Linked DNA regions of Mus musculus: all the other regions are linked to region 1. A link is a contact called in public promoter capture Hi-C data. All regions are on one chromosome and are shown on one strand. Each heading gives the region's core, a stretch centred on a gene start, on an enhancer-like site or on the middle of the called end of the contact. The rest is flanking DNA. Distances are from core to core; before and after follow the strand shown. Region 1 holds the start of Ap3b1 (adaptor-related protein complex 3, beta 1 subunit). Region 2 holds the start of Aggf1 (angiogenic factor with G patch and FHA domains 1). Region 3 holds the start of Homer1 (homer scaffolding protein 1).

Region 1 (2,873 bases), core at 294-2,793:
TGAAAATAATGAACACAAAGATAATTAATATGCTTTATACAAGATGTTAATCAATAGAGTCAAATCTTAATCTCAATTTCAGCTACTAGCACCTGGGAGGCAGAGGCAGGAGAATGGCAAGTTCCAGTTTGAGGCCAACCTGAGCTACAGAACAAGATTGTCTCTAACCACCTTCCCCACCAATTATTATTTTAGTTACACCTCTTAATATCCATAAAACTATCAACCAAGTTTCCTTACCTTAAGTGGGTAGAATCTAGTGATAGTCTATTATGTTTTACTATACTGCGTAACAATAAGAGAACAAAAATTTAAAAAGAATGTGTAATGGCATGGTGGTGTGTGCACTGGAGTAGCAGAGGCAGGAGGATTTCTCTGAGTTTCAGGCTAGCCTGCTCTACCTAGTGAGTTCCAGGCCAGCCAAGGTTACACAGTGAGACCCTGTCAGAAAGAAAAGGGAGGGGAACGACAAATAATCTAAGTTGTCATAATTCTGTACATTTATCCACAGCCCATCAACACGCCAAAATGTAAAACCCAAACTAAAACAGAACCCGCTAAGGATGTTTTCAATTCTTGGCGGTATTTGACGCGAACCATAAGTAACTTTTTACAAAAATCAGTATACACGGTTGGTGCTTATTTTTAAAATTCATACTATTTGTAAAGAACTAGAACTGGGTTTGGTTCACAACAACACTCTATTTAAATATTATCTCAGTGCTTCAGTGGGGGCGGGGAAGTACCCTGGTGCAAAGATCATCACATGAAAAACGCCAAAGGTGGTAGAAAAAATAAGTTTGTCATTTATACAAAACCCCCAAACCACCGCTTAGTCCCTACATTATAGGGTCCCAATAAGCAGCAGGCCCACTCCCCACTCCCTTCCCCAAATACCCTCGTCACCTTTAAATAAATGACTTTCTCGAGGTCTGATCCTGTAGACCTCAAATTCACTAGAAGTTCAAAATTCAAACTCCTGTGCGCAGCCCAGATCAACTCAGTCAACGGTTTGGGAAGTGGAACCTCGGCTCACCAACTGGTTTGCTTTTTCCCCCCCACACACACCAAAGTTTGAAGACCACAGGCGCCGCCTTGGGCGTCCCCAGACGTCCCCAACAAGCCCCGCACCCGGCGGGGCCACCCCCACCCACCCACCCACCGACCCACCGCAGCGGGGGCGGCAGGGAGGTTCCCCAGGAACCGAGAGCAGCCCGGGCGGCCGCCTCGCGTCCCGGCAGCGCTCCCGCACCCCGAACCCCGGTCCTCACTTCTTCCAATCGCTGCTGAAGAGGCCGAAGGCGCCCGAGGGAGAGATGGTCGAGGTGGCCTCCTGCCCGAGCTCCGCCGCCTCCCCTCCTCCCGACTGCTCGTTGTAGGCGAAACTGTTGCTAGACATCGCGGGCGGTGCTGGCCAGCAGGCGGGTGCGGGAGAGAGCGTGCGGGGTCCTCTACGGATGGCTGGCGTTCGGAGGACACCGAACCAAACTAGTTCTGGGGCGGAGGGGGCGCGCGCCGGCGCTTCCGGGCTCGTCACTGCTCCGGCTGACCGGGCGGCCCACCCCCTGCGCGTGCGCACTGTGTCCGTGCGGGCCCGCGCCTGCCGCTCCCGGTGCGCTAGATTGTCGCGCTCCGGGTGTTAGGGGCTGCCGGGAAGCTACACTCGGGACCCTTAACAGGAAGCTGGGGTTTTGCACCGGGTCAGCCGGAGAGTCGTGGGCACGTAAAGAACTGGATATGAGGCCCTTGGATGCGTTTTGGTGGAGGAGATCTCAGATCCTCCAGGGTTCGTTGCTTCTCTTCTGCTGTCCACTGATCGCTCCCCGATGGCTCCTGAAACGCGGTGCACAGGTCGGAAGAACTTGGCTTCAGCGGCCACAAGCTCTCAGCCCTCGAGGCTGGCTTCCGCCCCTCTCACAGCCAGAGTGGCCTGACGTTCTAGACGTGAAAGCTCCTCCTTCGGAGGAGGCTTTCAGGATCTGCGCGGAGGCGATCATCCGCCTGCAAGCTTTGCCTAAGTTTTTCCTGGGGCCCGAGGTTCTTACTTGAAGTTCGAGGCTTGCGTCCTGCCCGCAGTCAGCTGCCGCGAGCTAAGCCTGGGCCAGAAGCTGGAGTGCGCTCTCCTCCGAGCGCCGCCTGCTTCCACTCTTGGGCAAGTGGCTTTCCAACAACACCTAAGCAGCAAGATGGGATGGTTTCTGGCTGCAGAACTGCAACCCTTCTGTCCCGGGCAGCTTTCCAAGAGGACCCTCACCAGCCTCCCTGGTGACTACCGTTCCTTCGTTCCTCTTTCCCTACACATGCGGTCCAGAAAGGACTGAATACCTGCAGCCCTGCAGCAAATCACCAAAACCCAAGGGTAGCACCAGGCAAACACCAAGGTCCCACCAAGATTTCTCGACTTGACTGAAAGATTGCGTTGTCTCTCGGAAAACACGCTCCTCCTTAGTGCTAGGAGAGAGAGGAGCAATCAGCCTCCAAACTGACCAAACGTTGGCGGTTAATTAGCTTTTCAATACACCTATCCAGACAGTGTTCGAGCATCGCAAATATGTTTCTTCCCAGTGTTGATGATATTGATAGATTTGTAGAATCTCTCCTACGACTGACTGATCGATGGTGATGATACATAACAAGGTGTTATATGATGCTTAGCTTATACCCCAGACACTATACTAAGTGGTGTGCATGGATAAATTCATTTACTACGGGAAGACACTAGGCTTTGCTTATTTTGTCAAGTAATGACAATGTGAACACATCCTCAGTACAAAATATACCTGAGTATATAATTGTTTTTATTTTGGAATGTAAACGCTTTTACTAGATATTCTAAATTGCTCTCCTACCATTTACGTATGAGAGGGATTTCC
Region 2 (2,957 bases), core at 23-2,522, 1.0 Mb before region 1:
CTGGCAGGCCAGGGACTTGCTCTGCCACAGGCTGTCAGTTCACCTGCCTCTGTCTTCTGAGTACTTGAATCACAGGCTTGTATCACCACATGTGACTCTGTACTTTTGAGTAAAGATTTTATTTAACCTTTGTAGCCGAACACTGGAAAAATTCACAAAATGAAAATAAATACTTCTCTTCAGTCTTTTAAAAAGCCCCATCGTATATATTCACTGTACACAGTACTGTGTCGCATAAGGGCATTTTCATACTTTTTTTACATTAAGTATATTCTTTCCTTTACCTTGGCCTCATTTCTCCCCCTTACTAATCTCTTCTCTTCCCCTACACAGTTGCTGTTACTCTCATGTCATAAAAATAATTATCTTTATCCTTATCTATTTATGCTATTAGCAGATCAGATAATATAGATAAATGATTTTATAAATCTATACAAAACCTAGGAACCATGTGTAAGAGAAAACACATGGTATTTGCTTTTCTGGAACTGGCTTAATTCCGTATCTCCAGATATATCTATTTGTAAATATAAACCATTTTGCTACAAATAACTTAATTTTATTTTAATTTATCGTTTAAAAATACATTGCGTATATATGCCATATCTTCCTTAATTCACAACACTGTTGTTAGTCACCTTGTCGGGTTTTGTAACTTAGCTATTATAATTAATATGCCAAGTCTCTCTGTGATATGTTGACTGGGAGTCAGGAGTGGCTTTGCTGGGTCACATACTGACTATGTATAAAAGTAAGGTTTTTTTATTCATATTTTTTTTTTTTTTAAAAAAAAGGCATCCTACAGAACCATCGCGATTATATGGTTGTTTTATGGTAACAGACTAAAGGAGAGCTCATAAGTAGTCCTCCAGTAACAGGAACGGGACAGATGATAGTGATGGTCTTGCAAAGCTATGTAAAGGACATGCTCTTAACAAAGCTATGTCGTGTGAATCCCTTTAGTCTGGGAAGAGAATTCAATGTTAAAGTTCCCATTATAAGGCGAACTTACAAAGTGCACTTCTAAGAATACTTGTACATTGGAAGAACCCTCGATTTTGAATGGGGAAACATTTCACCAATCGGACTCAAACTCCTACACTACAATACAAGGGAAACAATCGGAAGTAAAAACACAGGCCGTTGTTTGGGCACATAAACACCAATTTGTACCCAGCTCCTAGCCCCGTGTACCAGCGCGATCAGACCCTTCTAGCTTTCCGTCGCTTCCTTTTTCCGTCTTGGCTCCGCCCTCCTCCGGCTTAGCGTTTCCGGCTCAGCCCGGAACTAGAGGCTTCCGCTGGGTTCGCTTTAGTTCTCCCGTCCGCTGGCTTCCCGGAGACTGTCACCGGGCGGGTGTCCGCGCGGCCCGGGTAGAGTCGGCTTCGTCCCCAAGCTCGCAGTCCCGGCCGCCGTCTTCGGGGGCGACATGGCCGGGGCCCGCTGCGGTCGTCCGAGCGTGAGGCCGCCCCTCGCAGCCCGCGCGCTCCAGTGGCCCCTGGGCCAGTGGGCCCCGGTGTCGTCCTAAGCAGCCCGGTCCGCGCCCCGCGGGCTCGGCGCTCACGGCCGCATGGCCTCCGAGGCGCCCTCGCCGCCTTCGCCTTCTCCGCCGCCGCCCGCCTCTCCGGAGCCGGAGCTGGCGCAGCTCAGGCGGAAGGTGGAGAAGTTGGAGCGCGAGCTGCGGAGCTGCCGGAGGCAGGTGCGGGAGGTGGAGAAGCTGCTGCAGCACACGGAGCGACTCTACCGCAACGCCGAGAGCGACAACCAGGAGCTCCGCACGCAGGTACGCGGCTGCCGGGGCCAGACCTGCTCCACGGACCCTGGGAAGTCATGACAGCCCAGAGCTGGTCAAAATCCCAAAGACCTGTGGAGCCAGTTGGCCAGTGCCAGCCAATTGGTTTGGGCAGTTGTCTCAGGGCAGGCGAGAATGAACTTCAGCATGGGCTACATGGTCTTGATCGTCTGTCCTACTGGCAATGGGCGCATTTATTTGGGGGGGGGGGTCACGTTTAAGAGTTTTTTGTTATTTGTTTTGTTTGGTTGAGTTTTTAATTCTTATTTTGGTTGATACGAAATCTCCATTTGGGGCCTTGAACTTGCTGTGTAACAGAGGATGACCTTGAAGTTCAACTTTTGATCCATGTCAACACTTCCCAAGTGCTGAGGTTGTGGGCTTGCATTTTTCTCCACCGCCCCCCCCCTTCGCCCCCCAAACACACACATTTGGGATTCAATTGAGAATCTACGCAGGTCAGCCTGGCTTAGGTCTTAAAATGCAGCCCAAGTTTGACTCAAACTCAGACTCCCTCCTAGGCTGGGATTTCAGGCATGAGCCAACACCCACCCATCCCCTTTTGAGAACTTAGAATGCCATTTCCTACCTCGTGTTTCCCTGCTGTTTATAAAGTCAGGGTGATAATAGTGTACAGCAGTGACGTTTAAAAGCAGGAACATAGTTTAGTTTTACACTCTTGAACATACTCCATGTGTAAGGTGACCTCAGTTATCCTCTTGGGTTCACTTGTAGGAAGGTACATCCGCCTTTCTTACAGATACTAGAAATGTGTTTCATTTTCATAATCTGTAGTGAGGCAGATGCTTGACAGTGATGCTTAAAAAACAATACAGTTTTACCTTGTTCATTGAACAGTTGCATATTATCCTAACAAGTTATTTCCAGATACTTAATTTTAACCTAATGTTTTCTCCATAATTTAGTGTCTTATAAAACTACATCTCTAGTCTAGATACTGAAACGTCATCAGACTTTGTCATCCTGTTCTTTATATAGTGTGTATAATGTCTGGGTGGTGTATTTATGCCTGTATGCATGTAGAGGCCAGAGAGTGACAGCAGGTGTCCTCTGTCATTTTATCTTATTCCTTTGACAGATTGTCTTCCTTAACCACGACCTGACATTTTTTGGCAAGTCAGGCTGCCCACAATCCTCAGGGATC
Region 3 (2,842 bases), core at 89-2,588, 1.1 Mb after region 1:
TGGAATTTGAAAAGGTTGCGCGGAGAATATAGCACTTAACTATTCCACAAAATTAAGCGTACGTGTAGAAAAAACGCAAAAGCCAGCTTCAGCAAGTCTGATAAAAAATGAGTTCGCTGGTCATTTCGCTCACGTCTTCCACGACACTCAGGCAGCCAGGTTACTCGGCCTTTTTGGGCTAAGGCGGTGGGTTCAAATTTCACCACACCAGGTCCCTGGGGGTGGAGCGTGCAACCCAACGCGACGTGCACTTGAATAAAAATCCTACAGGCAGCAATGCTACTGCCTCCCTTACGTTTAAAAAAAAAAATTATATAGAAGAAATCTCGAAGTGCAAACCCCAGCCGCTCCCGATGTGCACGGCACACCACATTGGAATCTGTCCTTTGAATGTTCGTCCTCCTAAGACTCGGAGCAGAGAGGAGGTGGAGAGCAGGCAGAGAAGGCTGGGAAGGATCGATTCGTTTTCCCGAGGAGCAGCAGCGGAGCCATTTCCAGGCTGGCAGCTAGCTGGGGGCGCAGCCGCCGGGGAGCAGCGCAGGGGCCCGAGCCCACCTCCTTTGGCTTCCCGGCCCCCGCCGAGCACAATGGAGCCCCGCTCGCGGCCGCCCCCTCTTCCCGCCTCTCCTCGCAGCACCCGCGGCCTCGGGCTCCCGACGGCGGAGAATGAATGAATCAGAGAACCCAACCCCGCGCGGTCCCCTGCACCCAGCCCCCAAGCTCCCGGCGGCCGCGCGCTGAGGCGAGAGGCTGGCGGCTCGTCCGAGGCACGGCAGCCGCGGCTCGTGCCCCCACCCCGGCTCGTCTCTCCCGCTCCGCGCCGCCTCACATTCCCGGGGCTGCCGCTGCCTCCTTACACTCCCCTCAGCGGCTGACTCCGTCGGCCCGGGCGGCCTGGCGCCCGTCGCTGCCTCTGACTCCACGGAGCGGGCTCCGAACCGAGCGCAGCCGAGGGCGCCGCTTCCCGGTCCGCGCCGCCGGCGTGAGACGAGCACGGCAGCGGAGCAGGAGAGGGGGCGGGGCGGGGCGGGGCGGGGCGGAGAGCGCGGCCCTCCCGGCTCGAGGGGCGGAGCGCTGCCGCCGCCGCAGGCCGGCGGAGGAGGTGGGGCGCGGCGGAGGCGGGGCCCGGGCTCGGACCGGGGCGCTGAGGAACAACACCGGAGGGGATGAGCTGGCCGGTCCGTCGGTCCGTCCCTTTTTCCTTCCCCTCCCCTAGCGGCCGGCGGCGGACGGGCAGTGCGCTCGGCTCCTGCGCTGGCTCTGGGCCGCCACGGCCTCGTCCGCTCCGCACGCCGGGTGCTCGCGCTGTGTCTCCATCCTCCCCGCAGAAGGACCTTTAAATAGCAACGTCAGCGCGCTCCTCTCCGCACATACGTCACCCTCCGCTCACGTCAGCTTGTGCGGGGGATGATGTCACGCGGCCGGAAGTACTGCTAAATTAGGGAAAGAGCTGGGGGAGGCGGGCTGAGCGAGCTGCTCCGGGCCCACCTGCTCCCGGTTCTCTCGCTTCTCCTTAAAGGCCAAGGCGCCGGAGACAGTCTGAGGAGAGCTCGGAGAAGGAAGCGGCGGGAGGAGGTTTCCTTGGCACAAATGTGCCATATGCGAATGAATCACTCATAGCAACAGTGCCGAAGTGTCGCCGGTAAAGTCCTGTCTCCCTCTCCCACTGGGTTTGCAGCAGCATCCCCGGGCTGTTCACATCCCAACCTGCAGGGAATCGTGGGAGGGAGAGTGATCACTGCTGGTAGACTCGGGGAAAACCACCGTTAATTTTAGGAATCCTAAATACCATTCTGAACATAGTCAACTTTTAAGCTTTCTCCCCTCCTAAAGGCGTGCGTTTTAACTTAAAAAAAAAAAAAAAAAAAAAAAAAAAGAGTAGAGTTAGGAGCAAACCTCTTGTTACAAAGGATAGTAATTAAAGCAGAATGAGATTTCCAAATGTTCTAAATGTTGCAGTTCGCTGCATAGCCATGGTTCTGCAAGGCATAATGAGTCAAATTCATTAAAGTAAACTTAGTTCCCTCAGATAATTACCCTTCTACAGCATCGCAAGTGCCAACGAATCACCTTAGGTCTGACTTACCAAGGATATGAATTACAGTCTGGAAACAAAGTCCTACTTTATTAACACAAACATACGTTTGGGTTCCTGATTATTTTGAATCTTGTAAGCACAATAGCTCTCGAGTATATTTTCATTTTTTTTAATGTGGCAAGGATGACTAGCCGTCTATAAATTTATAGCTGCATATGTGAAATTGTGTTTTTAAAGTCATGAAGTTTTAAAATGGCCCTGTGTTGTTAAGGGCCTTTTATTGGTTAGACTCACAGAATGAGTTTTGCTTTTATTCCATTTAACTTGACAATTGTGGTTCAGAAATAGAAGTGCTGCACCCTGCTAAAGGCCATTAGTACTTCAGTTACTCCAAAGAGTCAGTGACCACATTTTACAAACTAAACTCATTTGACATGAAACATGAAACTCACTTCATTCAAAACCTGAAGTGACCCGAGAAATCCAGGACATGATATTATTACAAAATCATTAAATTGTCCTTAGAAGAATAGTACATCAATGCCAATGCAGTTCAAAAGAAAGTCAGCTAAAATTCTATAGATCATGCCAGGAGTGGTGGGTTTTGTTTTGCCTTGTTTGATTAAGATCTTGAACACCTGGGCTCTCTTCCCTAATCCCTCCTAAGCAATGCAGTTACAAGAATGTCCCTTGCTTGCCTGCTATATGTGGTTTTTAATACATGTTTTTAATGTTAACACATGATTTTTTTAATTAAGGAACAACAATTTTGCTTTTTTTTTCCATTGACATTTTCTTGCTTGA

Evidence for each region. Promoter capture Hi-C pulls out the DNA fragments that hold promoters and counts their contacts. Capture Hi-C pulls out chosen DNA fragments and counts their contacts.
Region 2: a contact with region 1 is called in a promoter capture Hi-C map of pre-B cells, with 2.5 times the contacts expected there. The contact joins the promoter of Aggf1 here to the promoter of Ap3b1 in region 1. A contact is called at or near these places in 4 of 39 promoter capture datasets (3T3-L1-derived adipocytes, the C10 cell line and pre-B cells).
Region 3: a contact with region 1 is called in a promoter capture Hi-C map of adipose tissue, with 2.3 times the contacts expected there. The contact joins the promoter of Homer1 here to the promoter of Ap3b1 in region 1. A contact is called at or near these places in 1 of 115 datasets of contacts at active chromatin or transcription factors (pancreatic cancer cells) and 2 of 9 other capture datasets (adipose tissue and liver).

What each region holds. Positions count from the first base shown.
Region 1 is chr13:94,357,630-94,360,502 of GRCm38.p6, reverse strand. It overlaps Ap3b1 (adaptor-related protein complex 3, beta 1 subunit), which reads right to left and starts at 1,543. Exons shown (of 27, transcript NM_009680.3): 1 at 1,272-1,543. The coding sequence starts at 1,399. Gm9776 (predicted gene 9776) reads left to right here and starts at 1,580. Exons shown (of 1, transcript NR_045619.1): 1 at 1,580-2,873.
Region 2 is chr13:95,373,672-95,376,628 of GRCm38.p6, reverse strand. Aggf1 (angiogenic factor with G patch and FHA domains 1) reads left to right here and starts at 1,272. Exons shown (of 14, transcript NM_025630.3): 1 at 1,272-1,783. The coding sequence starts at 1,571.
Region 3 is chr13:93,302,253-93,305,094 of GRCm38.p6, reverse strand. It overlaps Homer1 (homer scaffolding protein 1), which reads right to left and starts at 1,338. Exons shown (of 10, transcript NM_147176.4): 1 at 1-1,338.